Linked DNA regions of Mus musculus: regions 2 and 3 are each linked to region 1. The links are chromatin contacts, called in public promoter capture Hi-C maps. All regions are on one chromosome and are shown on one strand. The core of a region is the stretch at or near the end of the contact, and the rest is flanking DNA. Distances in the headings are between cores, read along the strand shown. Region 1 holds the start of Ccnl1 (cyclin L1). Region 2 holds the start of Rarres1 (retinoic acid receptor responder (tazarotene induced) 1). Region 3 overlaps Gm35299 (a long non-coding RNA gene).

The links. Promoter capture Hi-C pulls out the DNA fragments that hold promoters and counts their contacts.
Region 2: a contact with region 1 is called in a promoter capture Hi-C map of liver, with 4 times the contacts expected there. The contact joins the promoter of Rarres1 here to the promoter of Ccnl1 in region 1. A contact is called at or near these places in 3 of 39 promoter capture datasets (liver and pre-B cells), 1 of 115 datasets of contacts at active chromatin or transcription factors (large pre-B cells) and 1 of 9 other capture datasets (liver).
Region 3: a contact with region 1 is called in a promoter capture Hi-C map of liver, with 5 times the contacts expected there. The contact joins the enhancer-like site here to the promoter of Ccnl1 in region 1. A contact is called at or near these places in 3 of 39 promoter capture datasets (liver and pre-B cells), 2 of 115 datasets of contacts at active chromatin or transcription factors (large pre-B cells and microglia) and 1 of 9 other capture datasets (liver).

The regions. Positions count from the first base shown.
Region 1 is chr3:65,956,181-65,959,868 of GRCm38.p6, reverse strand. Ccnl1 (cyclin L1) reads left to right here and starts at 1,620. Exons shown (of 11, transcript NM_019937.4): 1 at 1,620-2,061; 2 at 2,294-2,368; 3 at 2,907-3,016. The coding sequence starts at 1,741.
Region 2 is chr3:67,513,632-67,517,180 of GRCm38.p6, reverse strand. Rarres1 (retinoic acid receptor responder (tazarotene induced) 1) reads left to right here and starts at 1,658. Exons shown (of 6, transcript NM_001164763.1): 1 at 1,658-2,020. The coding sequence starts at 1,766. Gm40067 (a long non-coding RNA gene) reads right to left here and starts at 1,932. Exons shown (of 3, transcript XR_001783859.2): 1 at 1,425-1,932.
Region 3 is chr3:67,545,390-67,549,066 of GRCm38.p6, reverse strand. The region is part of intron 2 of Gm35299 (a long non-coding RNA gene); the gene reads left to right. Among named protein-coding and RNA genes, the nearest start is that of Gm35299, 6.2 kb to the left of the region's middle. Within about 2 kb of position 1,491, at least 2 of the 459 cell types and tissues checked have an H3K27ac peak or open chromatin away from gene starts, as enhancers often do. A contact at or near this core is called in liver, where this site is marked.

The DNA.
Region 1 (3,688 bases), core at 371-2,870:
ATCACAAAGGCAAATACCTCATAAATGGGTTAATCCGACGATGAGGTCACAGCTGGACAAGCAATTAGGAGTTGGCAACCTACTTGAGGAGGGAGATCCCTGGATATATTCCCCTTTCTCTTTGTTGGTGGCAAGGGATTTGTTTTTACCAAGGTCTCACACCATAAAGTTCTGCCTACACAGTCCTACAGGTATAGGGCCACATGGCTGTAGCCTGAAACCTCAGAGACCATAAACCAAAATTAAACCTCATTGTGGACTTTCTAGGTAATCTGTCAGTGACAAAAAGCTATCACAATCATAAAATTTTTGTTTTTGAGGCTTTAGTTGAGTACTGGGATTAAAGGCTTGTGCCACCACTTCCTGCTCTATATAGCTTTTGTTTGGAAGAGGTTTTGTTTCATTTTGAAGATATTATATAGCTCTTACTGGCTTGGAATCAGTCTGACCCTCTAATCAGAGATCCACCTGTCTTTGTCTCCAGAGTGCCCGTCCCAACACACTTTGTAAAAATGAGCTGTGAAAATACCTTGCTTTGGTGACTAAGATGTATCCAAATTTTCAGTGCGCTCTATAGGTCCAAGGTTAAGACACTTTTCAAGAAAGTAAGCTTTAACAAAATAACAATTCCAACCCTTTGTACTGAGTCAGGAGATTTTTCTTTCTCCCTAAAGGCCATCTCAGAGGATTAAGCTGGAATAAAAAGATCATGGGAGGCCAGAGGCAGAAGGATCAATTGTTTCACGGTCGACCTCAGCTTTTGGGACTTTTAGTATGGATGGAAAAAGACCACAGCTCTCAGCCAGGCGGTGGTGGCGCACGCCTTTAATCCCAGCACTCGGGAGACAAAGACAGGCGGATTTCTGAGTTCAGGGCCAGCCTGGTCTACAAAGTGAGTTTCAGGACAGCCAGAACTATACAGAGAAACTGTCTCGAAAAAAACAAAAAAACCACAGCTCTCATCTTAAAGGGAATAAATGATGGGTTATCCTGGAGCCATTTTGATTGACCATGGTCCCGGAACACAGATTTAGGTTATTCCAAACTCCATGTAAGATGAGAGCTGTGTTTTTCTCTTCATTGACACAGGGATAGTTACTTTCTCTCCACTCTGACAAAAACCATCTCTTTAAGACGAGACTCCCCAGCGCAATGAAATCGCCCGTGTACTGTCCTCGCCATAAACCTATTTTTGGAACTAGGGATTTTCCAGATTACTGTAAACCCGGCGAAGTGAGGTCAGGGCTAGGCATGCCTTTCTAGGCTACACCCCGACACCCACGCGCGCTCGGAGCTTTCCGGAAACCCCAGGCGCTCAAACTGGGAAGCTGCCCGGTTCAGAGTCACTTTGTTACACTCCGGTGTCGCCGACCGCCGGACTGTCACCAACGCGCAGACCGTGCAGGGGTATCGGGGCCGACTCACCAGGCCAGAGTCCGGGTTATCCGGTGACTAAAGCCATTACCACCCCTGAGCCGCCAGCACCCTGCCCCGCCCTGCCCATCCGGACCCCTCCGCCCGGTGTCACCGACCGAAGCGCGGAGGAACTCGTTGGCGCGCGCGGGGAGTGGAGTGGGGTGGGGTAGGGCGTGTCGGCGTGGTGACGTCAGGGCGGAAGCGCACGCTGCGTGCGGCGGCCTGGAAGCCGGCGGTCACGGGAAGATCCGTCGCGCCGAGGACGCTGGTTAGTCTCGCTTTGGGTTCCGGCTGCGTCGGGCGTGCGTGGAGCTCGCTGGAACTATGGCGTCCGGGCCTCACCCGACCTCGACCGCTGCCGCCGCCGCCGCCGCTGCCGCCTCCGCCTCGTCCGCCGCCCCGAGCGCGGGCGGCTCCAGCTCCGGCACGACCACCACGACGACGACCACGACCGGAGGGATCCTGATCGGCGACCGCCTGTATTCGGAGGTGTCGCTCACCATCGACCACTCGCTGATCCCGGAGGAGCGGCTCTCGCCTACCCCGTCCATGCAGGACGGCCTGGACCTGCCCAGCGAGACGGATCTGCGCATCTTGGGCTGCGAGCTCATCCAGGCCGCCGGCATCCTCCTCCGGCTGCCGCAGGTGAGAACCCCGGCTGGTTGCGGGCCTCTCCGCCGCGGCCAGGTTTCTCCGGAGCCTGCGCCGGGCGGCGGCGGCGGCGGGAGCTCGGGCGGGCGAGGGTGGGGATGCGGGGGCGGGCGGCGCCGCGCGGCCCGGGCGGGGGAAGGGAAGCGAGCGGCCGCACAAAATGGCGGCGGCGCCTGGTGCGGGCCCGCCTGACCCCGGCGCTTCCGTTCTCCTCTCTCGTCTGCAGGTGGCGATGGCTACAGGGCAGGTGCTGTTCCATCGGTTCTTCTACTCCAAGTCGTTCGTCAAACACAGTTTCGAGGTAAGCGCGGCGGAGGCGGACAAGAAGGGATTTCTTCATCCGGAAGCGGGGAGGAAGGGGGTAGGAACCAGCTTTTCCAGAAAGGGAGTGGTTAGCTTAGGCCTTTGTACCTCGTTCCCACCCAGAAGGAAATGGGGCCCGTAGAGCAATGTTTCAAGAACTAGAAAATGGATCCCCAGTTCACGTGCTCTGTTAACCAAGAACTACGTTTTCAAGCCATTGCACAATTCTAGCAAGAGGTAGCTTGATTCTGACCCAAAATTAAGAGCAGTTGAGCAATAAAACGTAAGAGCTGGTCTAAAAATGTCAGCTTCGATTTTATTTCGCTAAAAAGCCCGTTGTATCCTAAAGAGGGTTCTTTGCCGGTCCTTGGTGACCCACATCCTTGGGCAGGCAGATGTACATACAGATGGAGTTCCTGGAAGCCAGGACTACACAGAGAAGCCCTATCTAAAAACAAAACAAAATAAGGGTTGTTAGACTTTGTTAAACTGTTTCTAGTTTAACTTCACTTGGATTTTTACCTGGGTTCTTTCAGATTGTTGCTATGGCCTGTATTAATCTTGCGTCAAAAATCGAAGAAGCGCCAAGAAGAATAAGAGATGTGATTAATGTATTCCACCACCTCCGCCAGTTAAGAGGAAAAAGGTAAGATTGGCCTGTTGAACATAGTATCTCTTGCTGTACTGTGCACCAATCATCCAGTCAAAACATCTTCTCCCCTCCCTCAAGTCAGTGTGGATGCAAAAGAAAGCGGACATTAGGTGCTGAAATTCACGTAGGAACATTGAAACTTTTAAAATCCCCTCCATTAACCAGCTATCTGAAGTTTGTAGAGACAGTTGCATTGTGGACAATTCTAGAGTGCTGTGAAGCCAGTCCCTTGGCTTAAGATTAAACAAGAAAGGGAGTACGGTTGGCTCAAGTGGGAGTGTATTCTGTAAGTTGTGTTTCCCCTCCCCTCTCTGGAAAACTGAAGGCTGGACATGTAAGCCCTGTAGTTCAAGTTAATGTTGTGGCAAAGTTCCGTGTAGGTCGTTTTTCTGCTTGGAGTCCCAGTTTCTTCATCAATTGAGGTTGGCTTTTGTTAGAGTACTTCTCAACATTGAACTACGATATATCGCATAATGCCGCATCTGAAAGGACTGGAGGATGATAAAGTTTGAAGTCAAAGGGATTGAACAGGTATTCTGTTTTGGTCAGATGTAGTCTCAGTGAGTTCCTTAGAAAAATAACTCATTGAGTTGCTTCAGATAGGGCTCTTTATTCGATCTTGTAAGAAAATAGAGTCTGAAACAGTATCTTTTAGGTGTAGTGATA
Region 2 (3,549 bases), core at 409-2,908, 1.6 Mb before region 1:
AGAGGGGCATGGCAGCTCCAGGATAATTGTCTGCCTTGTTCTCCTCCTCCTGGCTCGGTGAGATGGAAGGCAGCTTTTCCTAAGGATGTCTATCCACTGCCTTCTCTGGTTGCCTGCCTTTCTATACAAAGTGCAACATAATATTCAACCCATCTCTGCTCATTGGCATTTGTGGCAGGAGTGGGAACAGGTATCCTGGCCTCTTATGTACACTAGGAAGCACATGTTTTCTGACAGCTGATGTCCACTTTGCTTCCTAAGTGACCATATGGGTACTGACCATGGTTAGTCCAGGGGCAGGGTGAGAGAGGGAAAGAAAATGGAAACAAAGGATATGTGGGCCTTTTTGAAATACTCCACCTACCCCAATGATTCTGCTGTCCCCTCTTGATATGACTGCCAGCCCTGACCTGGGTTAAGTCACCATCTTAAGGCTTCTGGCTCCCTCCTCAATTTTCTGCAGAGCATGCTATTGCAAACAGCACAGGACACGTTCCCTTGGCTCATCGACTGTAGGTGTGCTCCAGATGTTTATCTGGTTGCTCATCCTCATCTCCCCATGACCCAGGTGTTTCGTAAATCTGCAGAAGGAAAGACAGTCCACAGATGGGCAACAGGGGGGAGTATCGTTTAGACAGTTTCTCTTTGTCCACAGGCCTATGGCTTGGTGATCATAGGATGGCTCCTTCCAGAATCCCGTCTTTGAGCACTGGAGTCTAAGGCAGATGGCAGGCAGTAGGCTGCAGGCTGGGATGGCAGGAAAGATACCCAGCCAACTGCTCCCTTTGTTCCACAGGTGTCTCCCAGCTTCACAAGCAGTAGTTAACAAATGGGTCTCAATCATTCTTTGGTCCTTCAGGATAGCGACTGCTGCTGATGAGGTGGGCTAGACCCCTGGGTATCTCCGGTTGTTCTGTCTCTCTTACATTTCATTTCATTTATTATTTAATTTGTTATGTTGTACGTAGGTAGGTGGGTGGGTGGTGGTCGTAGGACAACTTGCTTGAGTATGTTCTCTCTGTTCACTACATTGGTCCTGGCAAGACTCCAGTCATCGGGCTTGGTGGCTAGCACCTTTACTCACTGAGCCACCTCACAGGTCCCTAAAGGGCTTTCTCTTACCTGTGGTTTAGAAAATAGTAGCCACCTCTTGCCTTCAGTGACGCGTTGATTCCACACCTCACGCCACTGGAATCTGGCTTCAACCCAAGGCCCCTCTCCAGTATTAATTAATTTACTTGATTCTCAAAACCTCTGTCCGGTCGCCCACCGCCCCTCCTCCCTACCTGGCCTGCAGGTGCTCACTACCTGCTCCCGCCCTCTGCACACTTTCCCTGTTTCCAGCTGCCTCTTCTCAAATTCCCCATCAAGGCCAAGGCCACTGGTCCCTGTCACCACCCGTCTCCTCTTTCACCTCAACTAACCTTTGGAGTGGGTTCTAAGACCTGAGGGTTGTGAAATTGCAGCAGCCGCAGGCGACAAGCTAAGTTCCCAGAGTTGGAGTCGGAGTGTGCCCTCAAGGAGGCGCCCCACTGTCCCATGTCCCCTCTCACCGCGTCATGGGGACATGGGACATGACCCGCTCTCCCGGAGGCGCCTTCTGGTCCTTCTGCTTGGACAGGGAGGCGAGGAAGGGCGGCGACCCGGGGGCGGAGGGGAGTGGCCGCCGTGGCCTATTTCCGTGAGCACTGCGAACCGGGTCCAGGGAGCTCAGCGCCAGCTTTCCCCATCCACGCAGCCCCGTGGGCCCCTGCCGCCCGTGTCCATGCAGCCCCGTCAACCCCCGATGCCAGCGCTGTTGCTGAGCCTCTGGCTGCTGCCGAGCCTCGCACTGGCCGCTGCTGTCACTGAGCCCGCGGACCTGGAATACACCGAAGTCCCCCGGCAGCCCGCGGCCGTGGGGCTGCCACGCGGGATCCTGCAGCTGGCGGCGCGCGCTGCGCTGCACTTCTTCAACTTCCGCGCGGGCTCGCCCAGCGCGCTACGGGTGCTGGCCACCGTGCAGGAGGGCCGCGCGTGGGTGAGTGAGCCGCGACGCGGCGGGACACGCTCGGGGACCGCAGCGTTCCCAGCCTGAGCTTGTGTCGCGCGAGAGGCGCGGAGCCCTCCAACGCTGCCTCTGCCTTTCCGGTATTTCTGAGGCCAGAAATACTTAGCGTGTTTGAGAACCTAAGAAAAAAGGTCCCATGAATAACAGCCCCTGGTCGGGGTACCCAGTGTGGGTGTTGGCATGCGCACTGTGTACCCAGTCTACTCATGGCTTAGACTCTATGGCTCCTACCAAAGTAGGGGAGGTGTGTGTGTACAAAAGCTAAGCCAGCTCTCTACATCGCAGACACGTTTCTAGAGTTTCGTTGTTCATGGCAGGCCACCAGTGCAAGGCTTCGGGATAAAGTGGTAAAGGTTACTCAGGGGTCTGACCAGGGACCATTCAGTTCTGGTATCTTCTTAATCTAACTAGGGAGTGACAGGGCCGCCGTCTTCTGCATAACTGAAAGGGCGATCGAAACTTTTCAGCTCCTAGATCGCTTGCTGATTTCCGGACAGTGGCTGTAGATGTGTTGCTCTCTTCATTAAACAGATTTTTAAAGTTACACAACTGCGGAATCCCGAGGCAATGAGGCTCCCGGGGTGTTCCACAAAGCCACAGATCCGCAGCCTTGCATCTTCTGTAGAGTGGAGCATAAGATTTAAATTGGTGTGATGATAAAGACCATCCTCCGTGTAGCATCAGATGATGTGAATCACCTTCGTAACTCTCAGCCTTATTTCCTTATTTCTAGAAAAAGGCAAACTACTGTGAGTGTTAAATAAACAGCAACAGCAAAACAATCTTTACTGTCTCAGGGACAGTCTCTACTCCAGGCTCCATCCAGCCTTTACTAGTTCACCGGAGAAATGAAGTCACAACTTAAGATCTTGTCCTCTTCTTTGAGGAAAGAGGAGCCCTGATGACAACCTCCCTCGTTATTGGGGGGTGGGGGGGGGGAGAATTCTCTATTAAAACAAACAGACAAACAAACAAACAAACCCAGACGGACAAAGTTCACCAATTTTCAAATACCAGGGATTATTTTCTTTCAATCCAATATGATTTTTAAAAAAATCATAAAATAGAACTAGTGAGACAGTCGTTGGGTAAAGGTGCCTGCTGGCAAGCTTGTGAGTTTGATCCTCTGACCAGGAGGTGGATGAAGAGACCTGACTCCCCCAAGTTGTCCTTTGACTTCCACGTGCCTGCTACAGCATGCATGCACACACATAATAAATGTCATTTTTTTTTAAACTCCTAAAATACCTAGCATTTCTGGGCTTTTTCAGCTACCCCTTGGCATCCTTACAAAAGCAGCTAGCTCTCAACATCTGAAGGAGAGCTCACTCCTTTCGTGTCAGCAGGAGCTTGGGTGCTGTTCAGCATCTGTAGTGGTCACTTCAAGGTGACCCTAGCTCATCCCAAATGGTGGTGTATGCGCGTGAACACAGATAAACTTGGAACTCAAGGCTATGAGAAACAATGTTACATTTCCCCTTAACCTCGCTGATAATTTA
Region 3 (3,677 bases), core at 242-2,741, 1.6 Mb before region 1:
CAAAATAACCCTTGAGAACTGAAGGCCCAGAGGAAGAGTGTGATGGTTTGAAGAAGCATGGCCTAAGCAGTGGCATTATTAGGAGGTGTGGCTTTGTTGAAGGAAGTGTGTCAGTGTGGGGGCGGGCATTGAGACCCTCCTTCCAGCTTCTTGGAGGACAGTCTGCTCCTGGCTTCCTTTGGATGATGTTGTGGAACTCTCAGCTCTTCCTGCTCCATGCCTGCCTGGATGATGCCAGACTCCCACCTTAATGATAACGGACTGAACCTCTGAAACTGTAAGCCAGTCACAATTAAATGTCCTTATTAGAGTTGTCTTGGGAGCTGAAGGGGTTTGAGCCCCATAGGAGGAACAACGATATGAACTAACCAGTACCCCCCAGAGCTCTCTGGGACTCAACCACAAACCAAAGGAAACATATGGTGGGACTCATGGCTCTAGCTGCATATGTAGCAGAGGCTAGCCTAGTCAGTCATCAATGGTAGGAGAGGCCTTTGGTCCTTTGAAGGTTCTATGCCCCAGTCTAGGGGAATGCCAGGGCCAGGAAGTGGGAGTGGGTGGGTTGGTGAGCAGGGGGAGGGGATGGGGGTTTTCTGAGGGGAAACCAGTCAAGGGGATAACATTTGAAATATAAATAAAGAAAATATCTAATAATAATAATAAAAAGAGTTGCCTTGGTCATAGTGTCTGTTCACAGCCATAAAACCCTAACTAAGACAAGGAGTCATTAAGCCACAGTGAGCAAGCAGAAAACAGCAGGTACCAAGGACCCTCAGGGACATAATTGGAGTAAAACGAAGAGAGAATGCAAAGGGAGAAAGAAGGTGCTGTTAATAATGTAAGACACAAAAAGTGAGGGCAGATCACCTTGGGTCAGTTAAGAGGCTTTGCATCATGAGAGGCAATGGAGTAATCTAAACATAGGAAGTAAGCAAAACAGATTGCAGTCTACGACCCCCCAAGATGTGTCAACTCAGGGATATGGCAATACAGAAGAGAAGCAGCAGCGGAAGGAGGCGTCCTTCAGGACACTGTGGGGGAAGGCCATGGCAGGTGACTGACGGGAAGCTCCAGTCAAGCCGAACACTTCCAGAAGGAACAGCCGGAGCACATGGGTGCTGTTCCTTGAGCAAGAGCTCCCAGAAGAGCATCGACAGAGAAAGCTGTGAAGACGACTGGACTGTAGTCTGATCCTGTTGTCTTCATGTTACCTGAGGAGACTAAGTTCTGTTAATGGTTATGGAAAACAAAACAAAACAAAACCCAACTGGCTATCCATTTCACTGTCATGGCCTCAAGCAGCTAATTGCTTAGCATTTTCATCTCATCCATTTTCACTCTGAGCATGGGTTTCACCTCTTCCAGAACCATCAGCTTAGAGATGAAAGACCACTTAGATCAAAGCATTGAATAATAGGTGACCCACTGGGAAAGCGAGCAGGTGACCTGGGGACAGACCACTCACATGACCTGAAGAACAGACCAGCAGGAGGAGCTTGGTGTCATGTCCTGACCTTATAGGTCCACAGTTCATGTTTGTTCTTTTCAACATAGATATCTAAAACCTTCCTAAGAAGACAGGGAGTTTGCACCTTTGCTTATTTTTTTTCTATGAATTTGAGACCTCGGTGCCTACCGGACGCATGGGTTCTGTGCCCAATGGCCTTGGCAGGAAGGCAGCTCAGGAATTTAGCATGAATCCTGTTGATCTTTCCATCTGTGCTCAGAACCTTTCTCCAGTTACTCTGGTTTTGTTTGGTTTGCCACTGAGAGTCCGTGTTTTTGTTTGTGACTCTACATTTATGTTTTGCCCAGATCGAATTTAGTTTCATCTCCATTCCAAAAAGAGAGACTTGTTCATTTTTTTTCTTCCATTTCCTGACCCCTCTGTTTCCAAAGCTCCCAATAAAAGCAGAAATAGTCTCGGACCACAGCCTTCAAGATACATTTGCTGGTTTCTGCTCAAGGAGGTCTCCATAAGCTCCAAGATGGTGGAAAGAGTAAAAGAGATGTCTTCTGATGTGACACACATCTCCCTTTAATTAGCAGCAAAGTGCTTGTTAATAAAATTTGTCTCAGTGAAAGATGCTTGATGCTGAATCCAACACATAGTCAACATAGTTTCTTTAAATTTAAAAACAAGTTCCTAGAGTGAGCTTTAAAAATATAGAAGGTTGGTACCATACTAATAGAGAATAAAAAGTAACCTTACAAGAATAATAACTTATCCATTCCATGAGATAAAATAACTGCATTTTCCACTATTAAAATATTAAAGACAGATATAAATTTTCTTCGAAGTCTCCAGAAAATTCATAATTAATCCCTAAAGTTATAAGAAGCCCTGGAGGTCAAAGAGAGAGACATAGGAATGGATTTCATAATCCATGAAGCACTAAGATTTTTGGAGATGTGATCTTAGGTCAGACTCCTTTGGACTATAGGATTTTTCTCAAGCAAAGCAGAATTAGAGTTGCCAAAATCTCAAACAAGCCCCTTCCAAAAAAGTGCTTGGGTTATAGCAGGACATGGGTCTGTGTGGTTTTGTAAGGCTCATTTCTATATGTCAGTAACAATATTTAGCACTCCTGTGGAGCTTGCAACACCTTAGAAGACCCTCAAAACCTTTCTGCAAACCTGAAAGTTGCTGAGGAGGGTAATGTCTCCAAATGTCCCATAGCTTGATGCCACCTACGTTGGTGAGCACAGAGAGGAAGGGGCCCCTTCCCCCAGCTGAGTGTCCTAAGTGTCATATTCTCACTGAGCCTCAAGCAGCCTCTGCCTTTGGGGGCATGTTCACTGCAGGGCAGCCCATGTGATGCCCTCAAGACATGTGTTGATCTCAGCCCACGTCACATCCCAACAGGATCTTCTGAGCTTCGTGTCTGTCCCGCCATTCATTCTGTTCTATCAGCGTGCCTTAGCTTAGGTCACTTACACATAACAGGCACTTACTACACACAGCTGTTAATGCTAGAAAGCCCAGGACAGAGTGCCAGAAGCTCTGCTGCCTGGTGAAGGTTTCCTTCTAGATGGAAGCATCTTCGTTAATCTCATATAGGCAAATAAGCTCCCCTAGGTCTCTTTTGTAAGGCCACTCATTGCTTTCATGAAAGTCCCACCCTAATCACCCAACTCTATGGAGCAGAGGAAAATGGGATGTGGTTGACATACATTCAGCCTGCAGTCATATGTGACTCCTACTCATTCAATTTATTGAGCTCTTCCATGTCCTGTCCCTCCTACATGAGCCTTCTATGAGTTCCTCAAGTACTCCATATGGTCACTCTCTGACCATGAAGCCAGGCTGCCCCTCTACCTGCAACATTCTCCCTTCCCCACACCCTTTACCTAATCTCATAAGCACACGTCACTTCTCTTCAAAAGAACCCTTGCCCTAGATTAGTATGCCTTTCCTTCAGGAATTTATCATAACATTCAATTATATATGATTATTTGTTAATATCATTACAAACACTAAGCTTTGATTTCTACCATATCTATTTTGATTACTGTCTTATTTCCTACTGCCTGGCCCAAGTATATCAGAATCTCTTAGTAAATGCTTGATGTGTGGATAAATGTTTCTGTTGCAAACCATCCTTTATAGAGTATCCGAGTTTACTTTCAACCACTCCAGCACAGGATAGAATCATATAAATCTCTATCCTAAATAC